4 separate regions of the Mus musculus genome follow, and regions 1, 2 and 4 are each linked to region 3. Evidence: chromatin contacts called from public promoter capture Hi-C data. All regions are on one chromosome and are shown on one strand. Each heading gives the region's core, a stretch centred on a gene start, on an enhancer-like site or on the middle of the called end of the contact. The rest is flanking DNA. Distances are from core to core; before and after follow the strand shown.

Region 1 (2,700 bases), core at 166-2,665, 150 kb after region 3:
ATTTAACCGTGGAAATTCCTTTCTCTGTGTGGAAGAAACAGTGCAAGGGAGAGAGGAGGAGACATTATTTACCAGAACTTCACCAAAATTGGATTACAGTTTCAGAAGACCTGACATAGGCATCTGTGTCACTCTCCATCCGCAGTTACTTTTATGAGATGTGTAATTTTCTAACCACGCCATTCTTATTGGTGCGTTTACCACTGTGATAAATGCCACGTCATATAGTTCTTATAATAACCTAAGTCGGTGACCCCTTTGCTATACTAAAATCGCCACCACTACAGTAAGCTTTATAGTAAAATTGTTAAATTTTCTATTTATGTGTGTAGATGGGTTATATTGTCTATGAACTTTATCGAAAAACGTTAAATGGTGTTTTGGAAATATTTGTTATACAGAAGGTGACATTTTTCTGGTAAATTTGAATTTGAGGACCACGAATAACTACCTTCTTTTTCTCAAAACAGAAAGGAAATGAATGTGTTCTTAAATATTAATCTATTTATGGATGCGGAAAGGAGGTGGGAGAAAATATGTATCAACTTGATATAGACTATGCATTTATGCCTATGTCCTAAAGTGACGTCACATCCCGTTCAGAGAACCCGGGAATCAAATGTCCAGGGCTCAAATCATCGCTCTGTCATTTTCTATGTTATTCTGGTAAGAGACCCAGTCTCTCCTTGTCTCAATAAAATGGATATCTTAATACATCAGAGGATTGTTATGCAAACTATTCGATGCCACGGTGCAAGACACACCAGTAAAAACAATCATTAATGATGACCACAAAATCTTTTCCAAAAAGAATAATTCCCAAAGCAAACCCACAGATCTTTGTTCCCCAGTAACGTCAGAGCTTAGAATAGAACTGAGTTTTTATTATTATTTTGAGCCAACGTGTATGCAGCCCAGGTTAGCCTCCAAGTCAACGATCCTCCTCAGCACCAGAGCACTGAGGCGACAGACAAGGGCCATCACACCAAGCTAGACTTCATTATTTTTTTCAGTTCTGTGGTGGTGGTGGTGGTGGTGGTGGTGGTGGTGGTGGTGGTGGGGAACCGTGGCATTCACCTTGGTTAATACAAACATTTGGCTCCTAGCTTTGTCTAATACCAGGAGGTGTTTTTACCGTTCCACATAAGTGGAAAGGGGATGAACTTGTTTGCAGACACAGACACACACACGGCTGCAGCCCGGATGCGGGCGAAGGGTCCAGAAGCCAGGTCCAGAAGCCCCGCCACTGTCTTCAGTCTCCTAGGATGATTGACATCCCTTTACGGAAACAAACGTGACAACCGCTATCCGCTACATTTACAGAAGCCAAACAAATACGGAAGTCACGAGCTGAAGAACCAATCAGGTGCGCTGCAGGTTCTCGCGAGACTTGCGGGCTGTGGCTCTGGCGTCACTGCGCTGGAGAGAGCGAGGGGCGGAGCTGGGGTTGCGGGGGACCGTGAGGGTTGTTGTTTGTAGGCGGAGGTCTGCGCGACTAGACCCGACATGAGCAGCCCGGAGCGGGACGAGGGGACCCCTGTCCCCGACAGCCGCGGCCACTGCGATGCTGACACTGTCTCGGGGACCCCAGACCGGCGACCGCTGCTCGGCGAGGAGAAGGCGGTGACAGGTGAGGGCCGCGCAGGGATCGTGGGGAGCCCCGCGCCCCGAGATGTCGAGGGCCTTGTCCCCCAGATTCGGGTGGCCGCAGCTAGGCAGGGAGAGTCACCTCCTTCCGTTCGGGGCCCCGCGGCAGCGGTGTTCGTGACACCGAAATATGTGGAGAAGGCCCAAGAAACTCGGGGAGCGGAGTCCCAGGCCCGTGACGTGAAGACGGAACCGGGCACCGTCGCGGCTGCAGCGGAAAAGTCAGAAGTGGCCACGCCAGGGAGCGAGGAGGTGATGGAGGTGGAGCAGAAGCCCGCGGGCGAAGAAATGGAGATGCTGGAGGCGAGTGGAGGAGTGAGGGAGGCGCCGGAGGAGGCAGGGCCCTGGCACCTGGGCATAGATCTTCGCAGGAACCCGCTGGAGGCCATCCAGCTGGAACTGGACACTGTGAATGCTCAGGCCGACAGGGCCTTCCAACATCTGGAGCAGAAGTTTGGGCGAATGCGACGACACTACCTGGAACGGAGGAACTACATCATTCAGAATATCCCAGGCTTCTGGATGACTGCCTTCCGGAACCACCCTCAGTTGTCCGCCATGATTAGGGGTCGGGATGCAGAGATGTTAAGGTACGTAACCAGTCTGGAGGTGAAGGAACTGAGACACCCTAAGACTGGCTGCAAATTCAAGTTCTTTTTTCGAAGAAACCCCTACTTCAGAAACAAGCTGATTGTCAAGGAATATGAAGTGAGATCATCTGGTCGAGTGGTGTCTCTTTCCACTCCAATCATTTGGCGGAGAGGGCATGAGCCCCAGTCCTTCATTCGCAGAAACCAAGATCTCATTTGCAGCTTCTTCACCTGGTTCTCGGACCACAGCCTTCCAGAATCTGACAGAATCGCTGAGATTATCAAAGAGGATCTGTGGCCAAACCCACTGCAATACTACCTGTGTCGTGAAGGAATCCGTAGACCCCGACGTCGCCCAATAAGGGAGCCAGTGGAGATTCCCAGGCCTTTTGGCTTCCAGTCAGGTTAATCTTTGCATTTGAAAATGCGGCCGGAACTGGTCCCTTCTCACCTGTGCTTGAGC
Region 2 (2,962 bases), core at 294-2,793, 180 kb before region 3:
AATTTAAACTCCATATGCTCCAAAATCCAAACCTTCTGAGCTGACATGTCCCAGTGGATCTATGCCTGATCTCAAACCTTCTGAGCAGACAGGTCCCAAGTGGATCTATGCCTGATCACACGATGTAGGACAGTCAAAACACTGGCACACTGAAAATAGAAATACATACAGAGAAATATGTTTTAAAATACAAGCTATATATGACACAAACAAACTTTATGTTTAGTATTGTATTTCTACATATTCTAGATAAAGGATATTGTGCCTGAATGTCAAGATATCAGAGGTAATAATAAGAAAATTTATGAGTAAAACATTTCAACAAGGCATTGGTGATACACCCTTTTAATCTCAGCACTCCTGAGGCAGAGAGCAGGTGGATCTGTTAGTTGGAGGCCAGCCATAGCTGAGTTCCAAACCATTCAGGGCTGCATAGTGAGACTCCATCTCAAAAAACAATAATACAAGGCATTTCGTCCAACAGGTAGAAAAAAAAGTATATTTAATAAGTTGTCCATGTAAAATAAAGTAAAACAGAAGGCTAATGTTGATCAACATATTTACTTGCATGTAGTAGAATGAGGAGGGTAAATCCACCTTAGTTCACTTCAGAGCTTTATATGTGTCAAACTTAATACCACTGCTGTGGTTTTACATACATGGAAACCCTGGACCAGACAGGTCACTACAGTCAGATAACGATGGAAGGTAAACACCGCAGAGCCCAAAGGTAAAAGCTGTGAGCATTGTAGGAAAACAGCACTTACCGCCAAGATCTAGGAAACTGGGGTATAGACGCTGGTTTCATTAGGTTAGCTAACAGCTCAACCCTCGGAAGTTCATTTTCAAACGAGTTATGAGATTGATGGGCTAATGGGAGATGGACTACTTGTAGGGAGGTGCTAAAACAAAACAAAACCTTTTAACGCAATCACAAACCCAGACCTTCCCCTAGACTATCACCTGGCTGTCACGTATTTTAGTAATAGGAAGGAAAAACGAGGGCAACTATTCCCTTCATCTAATTTCAGCTTTACAAAATCTTTCTACATTTTCCTTTTTCTCGTTTCTCTTCAGACAGTAATAAGTTTCTGTTTCTAGAAGGAAGTTCTATCGATACCTAGTTTCGTTTCTTCCAAGGACTGGGGCACTGCAGATAAAGGACACACTACAAGTAAGGGGGGACCTTCGAAGGGCTAGCCTGGGTACGGGATGGCGAAGGTGGTAAGGCCCGAATCTGTCAAAGTTCTGAGCCAACGTCGCACCGGTGGGGCGCAGGGAACCGGACCTGCGGCCACCCGGAGCCGGCCTGCAGACCCGGACCCACGGCTAGACCGCCGCTCCTCCCCACCGCAGGAGCCAGCCACCGCCCGAAAGCGCGCCCCACACAGCCCGCCCGATCGCCAAGGACAGACCTCCCGAGACTGCCGCGCCGCGACCCAAAAGAGAGCCCAGGCCTCCAAGAGTCCTCCGCAGTCACAACAGACCTTCCTCACTGGCCAGAGAGGGTAGAGATCCCAGCATGCCCCGCTGCAGATCCGTCTGAGTTGCGGTGCATTGTGGGACTTGTGAGGGATTTTTGCAACTTTCGCTTGCACATCAGAGCATCACTGCCCCTCCCACCTTCCAGTTGCAGTTTCCACTCCAGATATGCTAAAACCGTAACTAGATTCTGAGTACATTTAAATGTCTGATTCTGCGGCAAACACCTGTTCCTGTTTACACAGTATCTGAGCTCTAAATTATGTTCTGCGGGTTAATTAAGACAAGTTCCTTTGTCAATATTACAAAGTTGCTTATCCAGTGTTAACAGTCTGTTTCTCCCTCTGGGGGATTGATCTACGAGGCAACTACGGACGTGTTTAAATATGAGGATGACATAATCTGACAAGTATAATATTTTTAAATTATTGGGTATCGTTGAACGTGATGCATGGAGGAAATACTATTTCCTTTAGTAGAATTCCTTCTTTTAGTAAAAAAAAAAAAAAATTCGAAGTCATTGTAAGAGTGAAAGTACTCTTACAGAACATTTTCAAGCTAAAAATGAGCACATTAGCAGTTAACCATTAGCTGCGAGGCCAACAACAATGAAATCATTTCTCCAGAGGTATAAAAACGTTCAGAAAACAGAACTTTGTGGAATGTCTAAACAAGGGGCAACTAAAACTCTGCTTCCAGATTTCCTCCTTCATCAGCTTCCCACTTGACTCGTCTTTTCCTCCAAGACAGTATTAGTTAACGAAAAAAGATGAACTGGCCATCTTCTGTAACCAGGTTGTTATGCCCAGTTTGCGGGAACCCCAGGAGACTGCCAGAAATTGGAAGACCAAATGTAATATACAAAGAGTTTTTATTAACCGGGACCCGGTTCGCTATCTTTCCCAATGCACAGTGACCCCTAAATCTAGGGGTTTAAGGTATATATAGGAGGATGCATAAACTGGGGCTCTCAACCCCTGGTGTTACATGATTGGGAAGAGGAAAAGAGAACCGATAGTATTTGTTCAGACAGGGAGGAGGAATTGCGCAGCTGGAACAAGACCTTTTTGACCTGGGAAGACATAACTTATCAAAGACCAGCGTGTTTTTATAACGCAGTCACAGCTGCCTGAGAATGAGTGGACTTTATCACTTCGAGAATACTAACTCCTGTCTCCTTCAAAGGTCGGAGCCATCTGTGCTTGGGAGAGTGCTTTTATGAAGGAAGGATCACAATATTCCGGCGCCAGATTGGGCTCTCTTTTGTCTGCCCTCTTCATAAGGCCTGAAGCATCTATGTTAGGGGAAAGGGGTACTAACTGCTCTGGCTGCATGCAGGGACAGGAGAGTGCAGTATTTGACGCGCAGAGATTGGGGCAGGTTTCCTGTGTTTCTTCACAGGCAAAGCTTCCAGTGGAGGACAGGAACACCAATGCAGCTACAAAACCTGCTACCTACAACCTGCCTGTAAGATGTGCTG
Region 3 (2,700 bases), core at 46-2,545:
GTCTTGTCTTAAGCCCTTTAGAAAAAGAACTGTTGGTAGTAATTATCCTCCACCAGCTGGGCGGCGGTGGCGCACACCTTTAATCCCAGCACTTGGGAGGCAGAGGTAGGCAGATTTCTGAGTTCAAGGCCAGCCTGGTCTATAGCCTGAGTTCCAGGACAACCAGGGCTGAACAGAGAAACCCTATCTCGAAAAAAAAAGAAAAAAGAAAAGAAAAGAAAGAAAGAAAAAAACAAAACAAAAAAACTATCCTCCACCACACACACACACACACAACACAGTACAACAACCCTACTGCTGTTTTAGAAAGTCAACAATAGTCCATTAGTCCAAGTCATGTAAAATATACAAAAAAGAGCTCACGTATCACTCCCCTGTAACTGAAAATGTGGGGCTTCTAGAAAGGGTACTCATTATAAAGAGCATCTCCTCCTCCCGCGCCCCGGGGCTTTCTAAATGTGTGGATAGTGTGTTTGGGGCTGGCAAGATAGGTTCTAATGTAATAATGCTTCTAGTTTTCCCAGAATATACAAAATTCACCTGTCCTGAGGCTTTGCTACACAGTGGAAGGAAACACTAAAGAATAACATAAAAAGTACTTCGGCTCCTACTGAGGGGACAAATTTCCCTATTTAAATATTCAGTCCCTGGTCTAGAGAAAAGTCACTGACTTCCTCGCGCCTCTGAGCCTCCCCATCGCTCCCAGAGCCTGACCTGAGACTGAGCCTTGAGCTGGCTCAGGATCTCCTGCATTTCCACCTTCTGCTTGTTGCAGGGAGCCTGCGGTAGCGTGGCATTGCAGTTGGGGTCGCGGCCCTTGCACAGGTATGGCGCCAAGCGCGCGCTCCCGCTGACAGCACATTGGTAGAAAGAGCCCTCGAGCAGCGCCACGGCCACCCAGGTGAGGGGCGCGAATGCCGCGGTCATGCTGAGCTGGGCGCACACGAACGCGCTGCGCAACCCCGAACTGAATCGCGCGCTCCGGGAGCAGCAGCCGGTGAGCAGGCGCCATGTGCGCGCGCTCAGCGCATATCCCAGGAGGAAAAGCGCGAGGGCAGGCACCAGCAGGAACACCAGGCCGTAGGGCAGGTTCCAGGTGGCAGTGCAGGGACACTGGAACACCACTGAGGAGAAGATCTTCTCCCCACCAGCCGTCAGTAGGGTCACCAGGCTATAGCCCAGGGCGTTGCGGTGCTTTCTCTGCAGGTCCAGCACTGCCTTGAACTTTTCCATGGGTTCTGCTCACACTGGACACCCCACAGGCTCTGCTTCTCAGGAAGGTTGAGTGAACCGTGTACTGTACTTTACATCGTGCTTTGAAGCAACTTTCAAAAAGGAAACCCTTCCGGGTTTCACTTTCTTTTTTTTCAATCACACCAGTTCTGGTAAAGTCCCACAAATAAAGTCCCTGTGATCTTTGATCTCCTAAGATCCACTCCACATCCCAAGACTGTAGGGAGCAGAAAAGTCCTGAGCAAAGAGAAGATCTGAATGACTGTGTATCTCAACATGGGCAGCCTGTGAGACTGATTGGTCCATGTAAATTCGCAGGAGCCATTACCCGTACAGGTCACAGTCAAAAGTAACAGCAAAGCTGTCCTTGGGAGTCTGAGTATGTTTATAAACAGTTGACCGGTGCATGTAAAACTAGCAATTGCAGCCTTCTCCTGGAAGTTTATAGGCTGTGACTTCTGCCCTACAGAGATGGCTTCCCAATCTAACCCCTTTTCCGTGCTGTACCTAATATACAAGCTAAGGGGAGACCCACCTGACCCCCGCCTCATTGTGTCTGCATGCCTGCTCCTTTTTCGTTCTTTCTTAGCCCCTAGCCAGCCTTCCAGGATCCAAACTGCAAAGGACAGAGCAGAAGGCTGAGGTCCCAGTCACATGACTCCCTCAGTTCTGGAACGCTTTCAAGAAAACTCCGGTTCTGTTTCTTTGCTTTCCTCCAACCCAAAGTGACCTCTTACAGTGTAGGCAGATGACCAAGCTCGGAAAACTTCTGAATTTTTCTCTATTGCAGCAGCCCTAATGCCAAAGCCAAGTCCCAGTTACAAAAACCCACAACATTTACAGGAAACAGGAACATTTCATTTTTCTTTCATAAGCTAAACCACAGTAAAACTGAGAGTGAGAGATGTCTTTAATCCTAGCCTTTAATCGTAGCATTGGGAAGGCAGAGACAGACAGGTGGATCTCTGTGAGTTCAAAGCTAGCCTGATCTATATCTGGAATTCCAGGGCAGCCAAAACTCTACCGTGAGACCAACCCTGTTCCAAAACAAAACAAACAACAACAGCACAGAAACCAAAGCAGAATGCTAGTTAAACCAAACAGTTTTTAAGTTGAAGCTACATCTAACATGACTCCTGTTTTCATTCCCCTCCTGGTAGTTCTTCTGATACAAACTCTAAGCAAGGCTGTGACATTGAACTCTACTATTTCATAACTCCCAATGAAGTGGAGAAAGCTAGAAAGAGCACGAGCTTTGAGCTCAGGCATTCTGTAAGTCCAGCAGCTGATGAGAAAACTGCATTTGGTGCATGTACATGGCAGAAAGAGTGATCAGTTTGGCAGGTTACAACTTACTCTCCTTTTCCCTGAGAATGTACAACAGTTAACTTTATTGCATATCATTTAAGGCTCCAAATGTGTTCACAGTTTTAGGCCAAGGAATAGGCACAGGCACTTCGTACTACT
Region 4 (2,709 bases), core at 107-2,606, 190 kb after region 3:
TCAGTGCCTGTGCAATTTCTTTGAATAGTTTAGTCCTGAGGTTGGTTGAATCTGCAGTTGTGGATAACCAATAAAATATACACAATGAAGTATTGTTCAGCCTTAGGAAGAGAGTGATAGTATTTGTAAGAGCATCAGTGAGCCTGGTGGATATAAGGTTCAGTGAGATAAACCAGACACAGACAGACAAGTACTGTATGAACTCATTCATATGCAGAATACATATGTACAGCTGATCTGTAGTCAGACTAAAGTCATGGGTAAGTGAGGCTGGGGGAGGGGGAGAGTGGAGAAATCTCAGCAAAGATGAACTGTAGGAAGGATGAGTGCAGGAGATCTACTACAGTTTCTGGAGACCAGCCTTAGCAGGAACGGAATGTACACTGGAAAAGTGGGTTTTAAGTGGGATAATACATGTGTTAAACGGCTTGAGTTATCCGTTACACAGTGCACACATATGCTATAGTATCATGGTATACATCATAAATATATAATTTCAGCTGTTAATAAAATAGAACTACAGTTAGGGAAAGTAAGATCTTTTAAAAAAGGTTTTCTAGGACTATAAATATGGTAATTTTGAAAAATGTTATGTTTAGGCAGGAAGATCGTTATAAGGTTAGAGACTATCCTGGTCTTCTGCATTAGTTCAGGATCAACCAGGGTTACACAGTGAGTCTCTACTCTGAAAGACAAAATAAAACAATATATGCTATATTTATTTTCTATTATATATATATATATATACATATATATATATAGTTATGGTCTATTTATTTACTTGTGTAAGTGTATGTGTGTACCACCTATACGCTGTACTCGCAGAAGCGAGAAGAGGTGCTAGGTTCCTTGGAACTGGACTTAGCAGCAGCTGGGAGCCTGGGAACTGAGCCTAAGTCCTCATCACGAGCAGCAAGTACTCTTAACCACTGAGCTATCGCTCTAGCTCCAATGTGTGTATATTTTAAGATCTGCAATTCTTTCATAACATATGTTTAATGAACTCTGACGTTCTTTGATAACCATAACTGAAAGGACAGTTTGCATGACATTCTTTATCACACTACGCTGCAAATCCAATGTGGTAACATACATCTAGAACAAATTCTGCAGAGAAGCACTACAAGGGGAACTTTTATAGCAATAGGCTTAGATAGTCCCGTGTTTATCTCTGGATACTCAACAATTAAATAGAGCAATACCAAAAGCCTCCTGAAAGTTAGTATGGCAAGAATTTTATGGTCTTGATCTTAAATGCTACCAACAGCTCTCGTTAAAGGTTCAGTCATAGGTAGCCAATGCTACTGAGAAGGGAGAAGGCTTTTAGAGGTGGGGCTTGAAGGAATCAGGCCCTTGAAAGTTATATTAGGAAACTCCACTCCCCTTTTCCTGGCAGCCACTAAAGGAACAGATTTGTTCTGCCACATGCCATTTGTAGTTGTTTGGCTCTCATAGACTTATGTGTTTGAATGCTTGGTCCACAGGAGTGGCACTATTAGGAGGTGTGGCCTTGTTGGAGTAGGTGTGTGTTTGTTGGAGGAAGTTTGTCACGGTGAAGGTGGGCTTTGAGGTCTCAGATACTTAAGCTAGGCCTAGTGTGGCATTTACTTCTGCTGCCTGTGGATCAAGATGTAGAACTCTCAGCTACTTCCCCAGTACCATGTCTGCCTGCATGCCAGCAAGCTTCCAGTAATGATGACAACAGACTGAACCTTGGAAATTGTAAACCAGCCCCAATTAAAACCAATTAAATGTTTTCCTAGAGCTGTGTCTCTAGTTGCATATGTGGCAGAGGATGTCCTAGTTGGCCATCAAGGGGAGGAGAGGCCCTTGGTCTTTCCAAGATCATACGCCCCAGTAAAGGGGAATGCCAGGGCCAGGAAGTGGGAGTGAGTGGGTTAGGGAGCAGGGTGTGGGGGAGGGTATAGGGGGATTTGGGTATAGCATTTGAAATGTAAATGAAGAAAATATCTAATTATAAAAAAAAAAGAGTAGAGGGGAAAAAAAAAGAAGATTGGCATGGTCATGCTGTTTCTTCACAGCAACAGAAACCCTAACTTAGACTTCCTTCCACAATGGTCTATTTTTTCTTTTTCTTTTTTTCCATACCCTTTCATGTTGGTCTATGTGCCATAAGCCCAAAATAATATGGCCAAGTAACATGGGCTGCAATCTCTAAAACCAACAACAACAAAAAATGACATTTTCTCCTTTTAAGATTCTTCCCAGAGATGGAAATCTCTACAACATATCCTGCTGACTCAAGATCTAGTCACACACAGAGATGACAATTAAACTTTTTGACATTCACCTTGCCCAGTCTTGCCACTCATCTATCCTGATGGCCTTCGTCTTTCAAATGCTCTTCCAGGAAGCTCTAAGAGCACCTGTGAGGAGCAGCTTGCTTCTGATCATTCTTTCTCAACTGCAAAGGGCCTGGTCTTTTCCTGCAACCTTGTTTCTCCATCAGTCTCTTGACAAGTGTGACAATTCTTCCTGGCCTTCTTTGAATGCCTGGATTGTTGCAGAAAAAGCACATGTTGTGTGTGTGTGTGTGTGTGTGTGTGTGTGTGTGTGCATGTGTGCTCACATGTGCACATGGCATGTGCATGCATATGTATGTGTGTATGGACTCATGTTTGTATGTGAGCACGTACACATGTACCTGTGTTGTTTTGCTTTTTTGTTGTTTTGATCTTTGTGGATTCT

Evidence for each region. Promoter capture Hi-C pulls out the DNA fragments that hold promoters and counts their contacts.
Region 1: a promoter capture Hi-C map of pre-B cells shows a contact between it and region 3. The contact joins the promoter of Tspyl1 here to the promoter of Calhm6 in region 3. A contact is called at or near these places in 15 of 39 promoter capture datasets (the C10 cell line, the HPC-7 cell line, cranial neural crest and 8 more), 20 of 484 Hi-C or Micro-C datasets (B cells, CD4 T cells, CD8 T cells and 12 more), 26 of 115 datasets of contacts at active chromatin or transcription factors (the 230-238 cell line, CD8 T cells, the HPC-7 cell line and 13 more) and 5 of 9 other capture datasets (adipose tissue, embryonic stem cells, liver and 2 more).
Region 2: a contact with region 3 is called in a promoter capture Hi-C map of hematopoietic stem and progenitor cells. The contact joins the promoter of Zup1 here to the promoter of Calhm6 in region 3. A contact is called at or near these places in 7 of 39 promoter capture datasets (the C10 cell line, the HPC-7 cell line, hematopoietic stem and progenitor cells and 4 more), 2 of 484 Hi-C or Micro-C datasets (hematopoietic stem and progenitor cells and regulatory T cells), 2 of 115 datasets of contacts at active chromatin or transcription factors (effector CD8 T cells and memory CD8 T cells) and 3 of 9 other capture datasets (adipose tissue, liver and pancreatic islet).
Region 4: a promoter capture Hi-C map of embryonic stem cells shows a contact between it and region 3, with 2.6 times the contacts expected there. The contact joins the enhancer-like site here to the promoter of Calhm6 in region 3. A contact is called at or near these places in 9 of 39 promoter capture datasets (the C10 cell line, the HPC-7 cell line, cranial neural crest and 6 more), 1 of 15 datasets of contacts at CTCF or cohesin (embryonic stem cells), 5 of 115 datasets of contacts at active chromatin or transcription factors (bone marrow-derived macrophages, double positive thymocytes and embryonic stem cells) and 4 of 9 other capture datasets (adipose tissue, liver, macrophages and 1 more).

What each region holds. Positions count from the first base shown.
Region 1 is chr10:34,280,775-34,283,474 of GRCm38.p6, forward strand. Tspyl1 (testis-specific protein, Y-encoded-like 1) reads left to right here and starts at 1,416. Exons shown (of 1, transcript NM_009433.3): 1 at 1,416-2,700. The coding sequence starts at 1,507. The coding sequence ends at 2,646. The region is part of intron 1 of Gm26564 (a long non-coding RNA gene); the gene reads right to left.
Region 2 is chr10:33,949,716-33,952,677 of GRCm38.p6, forward strand. Zup1 (zinc finger containing ubiquitin peptidase 1) reads right to left here and starts at 1,544. Exons shown (of 11, transcript NM_001359455.1): 1 at 1,416-1,544; 2 at 33-149.
Region 3 is chr10:34,126,677-34,129,376 of GRCm38.p6, forward strand. Calhm6 (calcium homeostasis modulator family member 6) reads right to left here and starts at 1,296. Exons shown (of 2, transcript NM_175449.4): 1 at 715-1,296. The coding sequence starts at 1,233.
Region 4 is chr10:34,319,590-34,322,298 of GRCm38.p6, forward strand. The region is part of intron 8 of Nt5dc1 (5'-nucleotidase domain containing 1); the gene reads right to left. Among named protein-coding and RNA genes, the nearest start is that of Gm26564, 24 kb to the left of the region's middle. Within about 2 kb of position 1,357, at least 3 of the 459 cell types and tissues checked have an H3K27ac peak or open chromatin away from gene starts, as enhancers often do.